Linked DNA regions of Sus scrofa: regions 1, 2 and 3 are each linked to region 4. The links are chromatin contacts, called in public Hi-C and HiChIP or PLAC-seq maps. All regions are on one chromosome and are shown on one strand. Each heading gives the region's core, a stretch centred on a gene start, on an enhancer-like site or on the middle of the called end of the contact. The rest is flanking DNA. Distances are from core to core; before and after follow the strand shown.

What was found. Hi-C and Micro-C count contacts between places; a contact is called where the count stands out from the background. HiChIP or PLAC-seq counts read pairs in DNA pulled down with a chosen protein or histone mark.
Region 1: a contact with region 4 is called in a Hi-C map of liver, with 6 times the contacts expected there. The contact joins the enhancer-like site here to the promoter of JUN in region 4. A contact is called at or near these places in 1 of 5 promoter capture datasets (liver), 5 of 47 Hi-C or Micro-C datasets (embryonic fibroblasts, fetal heart ventricle and liver) and 1 of 2 datasets of contacts at active chromatin or transcription factors (alveolar macrophages).
Region 2: a contact with region 4 is called in an H3K27ac HiChIP or PLAC-seq map of alveolar macrophages. The contact joins the promoter of FGGY here to the promoter of JUN in region 4. A contact is called at or near these places in 3 of 5 promoter capture datasets (fetal liver, fetal skeletal muscle and liver), 15 of 47 Hi-C or Micro-C datasets (alveolar macrophages, embryonic fibroblasts, fetal heart ventricle and 9 more) and 2 of 2 datasets of contacts at active chromatin or transcription factors (alveolar macrophages and skeletal muscle).
Region 3: an H3K27ac HiChIP or PLAC-seq map of skeletal muscle shows a contact between it and region 4, with 6 times the contacts expected there. The contact joins the enhancer-like site here to the promoter of JUN in region 4. A contact is called at or near these places in 2 of 5 promoter capture datasets (fetal skeletal muscle and liver), 3 of 47 Hi-C or Micro-C datasets (embryonic fibroblasts, heart right ventricle and skeletal muscle) and 2 of 2 datasets of contacts at active chromatin or transcription factors (alveolar macrophages and skeletal muscle).

What each region holds. Positions count from the first base shown.
Region 1 is chr6:153,195,145-153,198,085 of Sscrofa11.1, forward strand. It overlaps FGGY (FGGY carbohydrate kinase domain-containing protein), which reads right to left. Exons shown (of 16, transcript XM_021097811.1): 2 at 2,455-2,612. Among named protein-coding and RNA genes, the nearest start is that of FGGY, 17 kb to the right of the region's middle. Within about 2 kb of position 1,462, at least 8 of the 83 cell types and tissues checked have an H3K27ac peak or open chromatin away from gene starts, as enhancers often do. A contact at or near this core is called in liver, where this site is marked.
Region 2 is chr6:153,211,706-153,214,636 of Sscrofa11.1, forward strand. It overlaps FGGY (FGGY carbohydrate kinase domain-containing protein), which reads right to left and starts at 1,474. Exons shown (of 16, transcript XM_021097811.1): 1 at 1,350-1,474. LOC102165506 (a long non-coding RNA gene) reads left to right here and starts at 1,547. Exons shown (of 4, transcript XR_002345481.1): 1 at 1,547-1,717; 2 at 2,227-2,287.
Region 3 is chr6:153,391,102-153,393,877 of Sscrofa11.1, forward strand. The region is part of intron 3 of LOC102165506 (a long non-coding RNA gene); the gene reads left to right. Among named protein-coding and RNA genes, the nearest start is that of FGGY, 180 kb to the left of the region's middle. Within about 2 kb of position 1,335, at least 16 of the 83 cell types and tissues checked have an H3K27ac peak or open chromatin away from gene starts, as enhancers often do. A contact at or near this core is called in skeletal muscle, where this site is marked.
Region 4 is chr6:153,685,170-153,687,869 of Sscrofa11.1, forward strand. It overlaps JUN (Jun proto-oncogene, AP-1 transcription factor subunit), which reads left to right and starts at 1,256. Exons shown (of 1, transcript NM_213880.1): 1 at 1,256-2,466. The coding sequence starts at 1,434. The coding sequence ends at 2,441.

The sequences.
Region 1 (2,941 bases), core at 212-2,711, 490 kb before region 4:
TGGCCCACACAGACCTGGCTGGCCATCATCCAGGCTTCTCTGGCCAGCTTCAGTGACAAGAGAGTCCCCCTGGGGGCTGACCCAGCCCCTCAGGCCTGGCTCCTTCAGTGTTGACTCTCTCGTGCCACCCACCACCCAGCCCACCTGATTTATTCCCAGTCAAACCCAAAGAGGCAGATTTCTACTCTGCAGCTGACCCAGGGCTTACTCCAGCTCTGGGTTGTGGACCCATCACTTGGCTAAACAGGAAAGAACCCACTCTTCAGAAGAACCCCACCCCCTCCCTGGATAGAAAGTAGAGCTTTGCCAGTAGACAGTTAACTCCACTGCTGCTGGACCACAGATGAATCCCTGGTGCCAGCACAGTTTCTGGCACAGAGCACGAACTCACCAAGTCTCTGGGACTCAGCGGATACCTTTATAACCTACCTTTAGGTAAATAATAAAAGGTACAAATTTGCTGTGTATCCAATGCTCCACTAACCACCTTGCTTACATTTCTAATCCACTTTTTATCCTGATACCAACCCTGGATGATAATTACCGTTACATCCCCATCTTACTGATGCAGAAAATGAGTTCTAGACGGGTAAAGCAACTCGCTCTAATGTCGTACAACTAGCGAGTCACAGAGGTGACAGCAATCTCATTCCCTCTGGTCCAGCATCCCTACCTGTCCTTAGAACGCTCTACTGCCTGTTACCCTCCATTTTATTAAACGCCTATTTGCCAAGGGCTCTGCTAGGTGTCCCTGCCTACTTTGGCTACAACTGGCTAACTCAGGACACCTGCCACCTGTAGAGACTGACCCACTCCTACCTAGGCTCCTACCTACTTCTCTCTGGCCCCCTACCCATTTCTAGACCATACGACCAAGACATCCATTGGGAAGAGAATCAGACCCAGGGGATCAGGGTGTTACATTCGCCCTGCACCGTTCACACACAGCTCCCAGTTCATGTTTCTGTAAGAAACAGATCCTAATTAAATAGTTCAGGTTCACCGTGTTTCCCATTACTATCGTTTTCAGCGATCGCTTTATGATTGTTTCCACACCTGGGCTCTGAAAGCAGGGAAGCAGAGAAGTTCAAACCCTCGGGCAGCTACCCTGAAACTTGACCCCGTGAGTTATAAAAACTCTGCCAGAGGATTTTCTGCAACTCAGATTCTTTGTCGATCCCTCTGTGCCCTTTGTTCCTGGGTCATGAGTCCTCGCTGCTGTGTCCTAGATGCCAAACTGTGTTCCAGTTCCTCTTGGCCTCAAAAAATAAAGTAACTGCAAAATGGAAAACATTATTCCTTTTTCTGTTTTTTTTTTAAAAAAAAGGATTAGGATCCTTGTGCATGTCTGGCGCTTTCATACATTTGTTCATCTCTTCTGACTGAAATTCAATCAAGCTGATAAACCTATCAGCATTTTATACCTCAGACGGATGGGGGAATTTACCCCAAGTGACACAAAGAGTAAACAAGAGCAGCACCTGGACTTGAACCCTGGCCTCTTAAGGCACGTTTAGGGCTCTTTCCACACACCAGCTTAAAAATGAAAACAGAATCCTTCAACCACTTCTTCAACAACAACAACAAAAGCAGCAACAATAGCATTTATTAAGCTATGCTCTGCCAGTCACCCACCTGATTCTGTAATTTTCACTTCGTCCTCGTGACAACCCTGTGAGGTAGGCACTATGAGCCCATTTTCCAGGTAAGGGGATTGAGGTTCTCCGCAATAAAGCTATTTAAGGCCACAGAGCACAAAATCAGAGAAGCTGGGGCTCCAGGCTAGGACAGTGGGGCTCCGGAGCCTGATTTATGAGTGGTGATGGTCAGAAGGTTGGTCCCAGCTCATTCATTTCAGGCGGAGATCAATTCTCTAAAAGGAAAAACAACTGATGGGGATCTGGGGAGGCAGGTCAGACCGAGAAAGAAGGACATGGACTGGGGAGGCCAAGAGAAAGAAAAGCTACAGAGAGAAATTCAAGCGGCCTGCACACATGTCCAGAGCCTTACCTAACTTCTCAGTCGACTGAAGGCTCCGAAGGGCAGGAACGGCCTCCCGGCCAAGTCCCCAGCACGGACTGGACTGGTTTTTAGCCCCTGTTCATGATCAAAAGACTGCTCTTGTGATAAATATTTACGTGGTTCATTAAATGATAGCCTGTCCAAATATTATTAGAAATGTGCCACAGGAAACCACAGGCTTCACGGCTGAGTCTTCAACAAATGTGCAAGCTGATCAGAGGAAGCGTGAGAAAAGGGAAGAGGGTCCCAGAGAGGCAGGTCTCTGCAAAACTATTCACGGGATCCTAAGGAGAGATCCTGCTGCAGAGACGGCGCTGAAAACCAATCTCCAGGGGCTGTTCTGCTATATTCTCCTCCTCTTTTCCTCGAAATGACCAAATAGCAATAACATTGTTTCCTAAGCCTATAACCCTCCCGAGTGAATGAGCTTACCTGCAGTCCTATTTCCGAAAGAGCCACTCCTCCAGGACTGTCGGGACAGCGTCTCGGGGATCTGGGAGGAAGCTCAATATCCTCTCTCTGCTTTGATCTCTGGCTTTGGCTGGGAACCCAGGTACACGCGTCCCACACAATTCATTTACTTAGTTATACTGCAGTCAGGGGGTTGGGAAGTTTGGGAAGAAAAAGATAAAAGCAATGAGTATGCTGGTCCACTTCAGTCTCCTTAACAACAAGAATTAAATACCACTTTAAACAACTCCCACATGTTGTAAGATGGAAAGAAAGTTTGGGAAGGGAAGGAAGGAGATAATCTGGCAATAACCTGGTTCTCCATTGGCTTTTCCAAAAAATACACATTGGAGGAAAAGTACAGGTACTTGACAGGTACTTCTCTTAAAGTTAAAGGCTGTCTCCTGAGGCTGCAGTCTCATAGTATTTGAACAATTAACCAAGATTACATAGCCAGAGTTGCCTGATG
Region 2 (2,931 bases), core at 224-2,723, 470 kb before region 4:
AAGGGTAAGATTCATTACCTCAAATTGTTTTCAAAACCATCTGGTAATTGACTGTGATTTGAACTAAGTGAAAGGTTAGGGAAAGGGAACCAGATTCCAGGAAAAGACAAGGCCCACAGAAAAAATTAACACAGCTTGGAAAAAGGCCCAGTCTCCTCCCAGTAAACTTCTCAGTTTCATCCAGAAAGACACAGATCTCCACTCTCTGGGTTATTCCCTTCTCCCAAAACTTCCAAATCCATCAGGGAGGCTCCCAATCTCCCTCCCCCTCAAAATCAATCTCCAGGCCCTCTCAGCCTCTCTGGTTCCTTAATCATCCTTAACAAGAGTTCGCTGGGCCTCCTCAGCTGGCCCCTCCAAGAGCCAGGCCTGTGGCCACTAGGTCAAAAGCCAAGCACAGGGCCTAATTAACAGGAGACTCCCAGAAGACCAGGAGGCAGTCAGCAGGCTGGAAGACCCAGCTGGCAACTTACAAAGCACAATTTCAGGATAGAAGGTGGATCACAGCAAAGAAGAGAAAAGCAAGCAAAACAAAACAAAGCAAAACTACCGTCTAACAGCCAGGAACTAAGAGAAAGCTTGCCTTCTTTCTTATGGATTCAAAAGCATAATCACTTCCTTCTGATATCACTTTAAAAATTAACCTAAGGATGACTGCTTTCCCAGATCTTGAAAATGACTTGACTCTTTACAAACGAAATTAGTTACAACATGAGAAGTGCTTTAGTGGAAAATAGCCAATGATTAGGGAAATGCCCCATTTTGCATGTTGTTCATCCTTAAAAAAAAAAAGGAAATTAATAAAAATGGAAAGATACCTCTAGGCCTTTCCTATGCAGTTTAACTATAGACAAAGAGCATTACACCATCTAAATTAAACTGCACCTCAAACATAATCACAAGCAGCACTAGCCTTAAAAGGCTTTAGGTGGCCAGCCTGGGATTAAAAGGCTCAAAAATGCCTAGGGAAACATTCTAAAATAAGATGTGGGGGGTGGGGAGAGGTGTGATAAAGATAGGAAATTAACCTAGTTAACTGGACAGTGAGGGCAAAGGACCCCAGGTTTCAGAAAGCTCCTAGGCAGTGTTGAGGGTGCAGTCAAGGCTGACCCTTCTCTTGAGTGGCCTGACGCCTCACCAAGGAGTGGACACTGGGGACTCAACAAGAGCCAAAGCACGACCAGCACTAAGACTTAAGCGGCCAGAGGAGGAAGAGGAGGCGCCGGCTGCGGGAAAAGGGAGGGAGGCTTCGGCCCAGCGCTCTCAGGCTAGAGAACCGGCTCGCTGTGAGCCTGAGCAACCGCTAAAGCCCCTGATGCACACGTGGGACCGAGAGGAGGATCACTTACTTGTCCAATCTGAAATTACATTTTTAGTTAACAGGGCTCTGCAGCTTACCGCACCGAGCCGCACCGCGCCTGGGCTGGGCGGTCCGGGAGGCGGCTGTGGCCCCTCCCCCTGCCCCGCCCCCTAAGGCCGCGGCCCCTGTAAAGCGCGCCCCGATTGGCTCTTTGAACCAGGCCCCGGATTGGTCGGTGCCTGCCCGCCGTCGCCTCGTGCTGTGCTGCGTCGGCTGGGAGCTAGGTCCGCAGCCTCCGCCCGGATCTTCCCGCTTTCCCGGATTTTCAAAGGCCCAAAGTGGCCGCTGCCCTCTCAGTGTCCTGCTCTGGGGGCTCTTCTCCAAGAACTCGCCCACGCAAACTCTCAGCAGCCTCTGGTGGGTGTGTGTGTCCAATGTGTATCATGTTAACTTCTCAACCATATACTGAGTACCCGAACTCTTGCAGACAGGTGTTAAAATAATTAATAATATTTATTGAATGCTTACTTTGTGCCAGGTCTTGCTCCTGATACTTCACGTGAATTTATTCATCTAGTTTTGTGACCCAACCCTCTGAAGAGGTGTCAGGCTTGTAAATCTGCAAAACAGATGGGTCCCAGCCTTCAAGGCAGTTACAAGCTGATGGGTCCCGGACACTCTATCTCACGTAATCTTCACGTCTTTATGTTTCCAGTAAGCTAGGTATCGTTTGTCCCTGTTTTGACGCTCTACAGATGCAGAGCGTCAGACACGTTTTTTAGCTTGTTTTGTGATACACAGTAAAAGGAAAGTAGATTCCAACGTGAGCTGAGCTGAGCCAGATCTTTTAAAAAGGCAGGTTCCTAGGCTGATGGGACTGAGATATGGAAGATAGTTTAACAAATCCAAACTCTTTATTTTCCTAGAAAAGGAGACTGAGGTGCAGTAAAAGGAAGTGGTTTTCAAAGGACACATCGGTTATGAGAGGTAAGCCTAGGTAATAACTGATTTCACTGAACGGGACTCTATGCCATGTGCATGAAAGTCACTCTACTTTCCTCATAACAACCCCAAATGCGTGCTTTTATCCTGGTCTTACAGGTGAGGATTCTGGCTCATTGAGGCCAGGGCCACATGATTAATTGCATCTGCTAGAAGTCCTAGTTTGGGGTTGCCAGAGAAAGAAAGTTTCCTCTATCCTTGTAGGTTTTTCTGGCTGGTCTAAGAATTGAATTGACATGTTGATTCATGTTAAGACATGTTAATGGGAGAAAATCAAATAATGTTTAATAACTTGTATACATAGGAGAAACCTAGAAAAACAGAGTCTCTCCGTAAAACCATCTTCAGCTAAAGACAAAAGAAGGAGGTTAGGGATAGTGGTTTGGGTCTTCAAAGAGGAGGAAGGCAATTCACATAGAGATGGAAAAGCAAATTTTGGTAAACAGATGTTTGTTGAGTCAAGCAGAGATAGTGGGACACGAAGAAGAATTAAAAACAAACAAAAGAAGACCTTAGGTTCCTCCCAGGCTACCACACCTAGTTCATACTGCAGTTATCTATGATGATAACTCTTCCTGGAAGAGGTCTTCTAACTATTCTTTAAGCAGCTAAGGGGAACATCACAGTTT
Region 3 (2,776 bases), core at 85-2,584, 290 kb before region 4:
AGTTCTTAGGAAGACGCTTACCTTTATAGGTCTGGATACTTTTGTTTGCAAAATGGGAAGATAATGTGTATTGTTGCTTTTTTTTTTTTTTTTGAAGTTGTTTTTGGTGTTGTTAACGATTTCTTGAGTTCTGACCACGTGCCAGACACTCTGTTTTACATCTCTTCCTTAATTAAATCCTTACAGCCAGTCTGTGAATTATGTGTGATCATTTCCTTTTCACAGAGTAGACCCAGAAAACAGGAGAACCTTGCTCAGGGACTCCCAGCCAAACAGTGGCAGAACTGGGATTCGGGCATTCTCACTTGCCCCAAATCCAGTGCTTTTTCCTTTAGAACCTAGGGCTCTCCAGCCTGCCTGCAGAACCCAGAATGGAAATCATAAATAAGCTTTTATATGGGAGAATGTTTCGAAAAATATAAAATGCCCTAGAAAGATCAGGGGTTTAAAACATAATCATTGACTACTCATCTTCAAAAACATTCATTGGTTCTTTATGTCATTTCATCAGAATTGCCCTTCCACATTTGGGTGGATGCTGTGTTAAACCACCCAGATCCCCTTTGGCTGAAGAACTGGTCATTAAAGACTCCAGCTGCTGGGAGTGCCATGGGCAGACAGACAGCCCTCACAGATGCTTCAGCTGTGGAAAACCACTGCCCCCCAGCCGCCCGCAAAGGTCACAGCCCTTCCTGGGGCTGCCCAATCCAGTGACGGCTTGATTCAGGGGTGCTGAGACTTGGTCATCCCGACCTAACTTTCGGCATCTGTGGAGTGCCTTCTCACTTGGCTAGTCCCACTTTTGCCCTTGCCCTCTTCCACAGGTGTTGAACCCAAGGCACTCCCTAAAAACATCCTGTGTCTCTGCCCAACCTCTTAGCACTTCTGGAATCCCTGTGCCTCCAACCTCTCATGTACCAATTCATTGGAAAGAGTTAGAAAAGAGCCAGGTGAGGGGAGAGAGAATCCTTTCATCTAGGGGGCCGGGCGTCATCCCAGAACGTTTCCAGTGATGAAATGTCTGCTCTGTGTGCCCAGACGCAGGATTGGCGCATTCAGAGTGCAAGGCTCCCAAGCCCCCCTCCAGGGGATTCTGGTGCCCACGGAGGTTTGGGAAGCACTGATGCAGACAGCAGTTTCAGGCAGACAGAAGGCACTTATAAGCATGCCAAACAGAGGCCCAGGGATGGGAAGTGATTTGGCAGTAGTCAGGGTAGCAGGGGGGGTGAGAAGCCGCCAAGACTCTCTCCGTTTCAGGGTCCCAGCCCAGGACTCTGCCTGCACTTCCTGAGGCTGGGCCAGGAATCTGCCTGGGCACTGGGGAACCACATACCTCACGCGTGCATCTAATGATTGCTCAGGAAGTGGAGGCTTTGGGGCTGACAAACGCTGCACCGGAAAGGGGAGGGGAGAGCCAACAGGAGGGGGTCAGCCCAGCCAGCTCCCTCCAAGCATTGTCCTTTCCTTCCTCCCACCGGATGCCAGGAGCCCTACAGAAAAGGGATTCATTTGTCTTCATTCCCAGCACAATAACTTGCCACTGGCCTTTCTTGTGGGCCCTTGCTCAGAGCAACAGGATACAGTTGCTGCCAGGAGAGAAGGAAGGAAGGAGGCTGGGAGGAGAGGGAGGTGACAGGAGCTCAGCATCCCCAGGCCCCCAACCTGGACCCCGGACCCTGAAAAGGCCCAGCCCTGTGAGGCCTGGGGCGCAGCCTGGGAACATCTGGGTCCAGCGGGGCCTGGGAGGAGAAACGCTTTCCAGTCACAGGGCAGTCCTTAATCAGATGTAGGCTGAGGGACCGTTAAAAGCTGAGCTCTCCTTTCTGGGTGGCCTTTGTCCAACTTTTATCTTAATCTAGTCTTCTTTGCAAGTTTATCGAAGAAAAAGAAATAGGAAGCTCATCAAGACGGGTCTTCTTTCTTTTTTCCTTTGGTGTTAAAGAAGAATGCATGCTTTGGAGCTTTTTCTTAAGCCCTTTTTATAGTTGAGATTTTTCTGGCGTCACCCCAGACCTATAGCATCAGAAACTCTGGGGGCTGGGGGGAAGGGGCGTAGCAGGAGCTTAGCCATGGCAGAGATGAAGGGTAGTATGGATTGAAGAATTGGAATCAATACTGCAATCTACTGTCCTAGGGATTATCAAAACAATGAACTCAATAAATGTTTAACAAATATTTATTGAACTCTAAGTGTATGCCAAACACTGCCGGGGTAGTACATAGCTAACCCAGCAGGTTACAGTTCAGTAGGTGGCTCAGACAGGTCATAGACAACCAGGAGGGTTCAAATGACTAGTCCAGCCAGTCAGCTGGCTGGGAGTCTGATGGACCCTGGTGAAGAGACCCCCCTCACCCCCACCAGGGACGTGGGAAAGATGAACGTTGGAAAATGGAGTGTAGGGTCACCATCCCTCCAGGGGGACAGTTGCTGAAGAAAGTTGCCCTCTTCTTAGAATAACATTCTAGTCTTGCTGCTAAGACTCTTCGGAGGTGCAAACAAAAAGTCATCACAGTCATTTAAAACATGGGCCCTTCATGTGAACTCCGCTTCCTGTCAAGGAAATCACATACTTCGTTTCTTTAAAACTTAATTTATTTGGATTTCAGCACAGACCCAATTTAGTGATTAGACATGTTTTTCTCTCTCTCACTCCCTCAGTCTCCCCCTCCTTCTCTCCCTTTCTCTCTCTGGCTCCCTCCCTCCCCCTCTCTATCCCCCCCTCTTCCTCTCTCTCTCTCCTCCTCTCTCTCCCCCACCTTCTCTCCCCCCGTCTCT
Region 4 (2,700 bases), core at 6-2,505:
GACCCCCTCAGTGACACCCGCCCAGCCCACTCAGGCCGAGCCATCGGGCCCGGTTCCCCAGCCTTCCGGGTCCCCGCATCCCCTGCCTTCCCTGAACTTGAGCCCGCCTCCTTCAGAGGCTGCGAGCCGCCGCCGGAGTCCGCCCAGCTTGCGGCAGCCACCGTCACTAGACAGTCAAACCCCAAGACGTCAGCCCACAATGCACCGGGCGGGCCAGGAAAGACGCGCCGAGGAGGGGAGGGGGAAGAGAGAGGCGCTAGTCGCGAGGAGAGGAGGGAGGGGAGGCAAAAGAAGGGCCCAACTGTAGGAGGGCAGCGGAGCATTACCTCATCCCGTGAGCCTCCGCGGGTCCAGAGAAGAATCTTCTAGGGTGGGGTCTCCATGGCGACGGGTGGGCCCGCCCTCCTGAGAGCGACAAGAGCCAATGGGAAGGCCTTGGGGTGACATCATGGGCTATTTTTAGGGGTTTACTGGTAGCAGATAAGTGTTGAGCTCCGGCTGGATAAGGGCTCAGAGTTGCACTGAGTGTGGCTGAAGCAGCGAGGCGGGAGTGGAGGTTCGCCGATTCAGGCAGGCAGACAGGCACCGTCAGTCGGGGCGGACTGCAAATCTTATTTTCTTTTCCATTTTCTCTCCCACGACCCGGAGCTAACGCCTGTGGCTCCCGGGCTGGTGTTTTGGGGAGTGCCGGGAGATCCCCTTCTCCAGCCGCCCCCAGGCGGAGAGCCCCGCTGCGCGGGCGCTGCTGACAGCTCGGAGAGCGGCCACTGTCCGCACGGGGAAGTCCGGAGACCAGCTGCAGCGGCGAGAAGTTTCCCGGCAAGGAGGACAGGGGACAAGTGGCCGCCGGGTCCCGGAGCGAACTTTCGCAAAGCTTCTCTCCGCCCGAAGCTGCCGCAGAGGCGGTAAAGAAAAGGAGGCGGTGGAGTGAGGAGGACGTGCGCTCCGCTCCGCTCGCACCGGTTGCTGAACTTGGGCGAGCGCGACCCGCGGCTGCCGGGCGCCCCCTCCCCCTCGCAGCGGAGGAGGGGACAGTCGTCGGAGTCCGGGCGGCGGAGACCCGCCGCGGGCAGGCCACCGCGGGCTTTGCGCTGCCTGCCTCCGCCTGGAAGCGAGTTCGTCCGCGGGCTCCGAGGAACCGCTGCTCCCGAGAGCTCACCGTGAGTGACCGCGACTTTTTCAAAGCCGGGAAGCGCGCGCGAGCGGACGAGTAAGAGTGCGGGCGGCGTCTCAACCTTGCGATCCCCCGGAGCGAGCTGGTGAGGAGGGCGCAGGGGGGAGGCCAGCCGGCGGGGGCGCGCGCTCTTAGAGAAACTTTCCTCGCTCACGGCCCCGGGAAGCGCGGGTGTCCCCCGTTTGCCAGCGCGCTGTTGCGGCCCCGAAACTTCTGCGCGCAACCCAAACTCACCCCACGTGAAGTGACGGACTGTTCTATGACTGCAAAGATGGAAACGACCTTCTACGACGATGCCCTCAACGCCTCGTTCCTCCAGTCCGAGAGCGGTGCCTACGGCTACAGTAACCCCAAGATCCTGAAGCAGAGCATGACCCTGAACCTGGCTGACCCGGTGGGCAACCTGAAGCCGCACCTACGGGCCAAGAACTCCGACCTCCTCACCTCGCCCGACGTGGGGCTGCTCAAGCTGGCGTCGCCCGAACTCGAGCGCCTGATAATCCAGTCCAGTAACGGGCACATCACCACCACGCCGACCCCTACCCAGTTCCTATGCCCCAAGAACGTGACTGACGAGCAGGAGGGCTTCGCCGAGGGGTTCGTGCGCGCGCTGGCCGAACTGCACAGCCAGAACACTCTGCCCAGCGTCACGTCGGCGGCGCAGCCGGTCAGCGGGGCGGGCCTGGTGGCTCCGGCGGTAGCTTCAGTGGCGGGCGGCAGCGGCAGCGGCGGCTTCAGCGCCAGCCTACACAGCGAGCCGCCAGTCTACGCTAATCTCAGCAACTTCAACCCCGGCGCGCTGAGCAGCGGCGGCGGGGCGCCCTCCTACGGCGCGGCGGGCCTGGCCTTTCCCGCTCAGCCCCAGCAGCAGCAACAGCAACCACCGCAGCCGCCGCACCACCTGCCCCAGCAGATCCCCGTGCAGCACCCGCGGCTGCAGGCCCTGAAGGAGGAGCCGCAGACGGTGCCCGAGATGCCCGGGGAAACCCCGCCCCTGTCTCCCATCGACATGGAGTCGCAGGAGCGGATCAAGGCGGAGAGGAAGCGCATGAGGAACCGCATCGCTGCCTCCAAGTGCCGGAAAAGGAAGCTGGAGAGGATCGCCCGGCTGGAGGAAAAAGTGAAAACCTTGAAAGCGCAGAACTCGGAGCTGGCGTCCACCGCCAACATGCTCAGGGAACAGGTGGCCCAGCTTAAACAAAAAGTCATGAACCACGTTAACAGTGGGTGCCAACTCATGCTAACGCAGCAGTTGCAAACGTTTTGAGGCGAGACTGTTGGGGGCTGAGGGGCAATGGAGAAAAAAAAAAAAATAGCAGAGAGACAGACTTGAGAACTTGACAAGTTGCGAGAGAGAGGGAGAAAAAAAAAAGAAGTGTCGGAGGACTAAAGCCAAGGGTATCCAAGTTGGACTGGGTTGCGTCCTGACGGCGCCCCCAGTGTGCACGAGTGGGAAGGACTTGGCTCGCCCTCCCTCGGCGCGGAGCCAGGGAGCGGCAGCCCGCGGGCTGCCCCGCTTTGCGAAC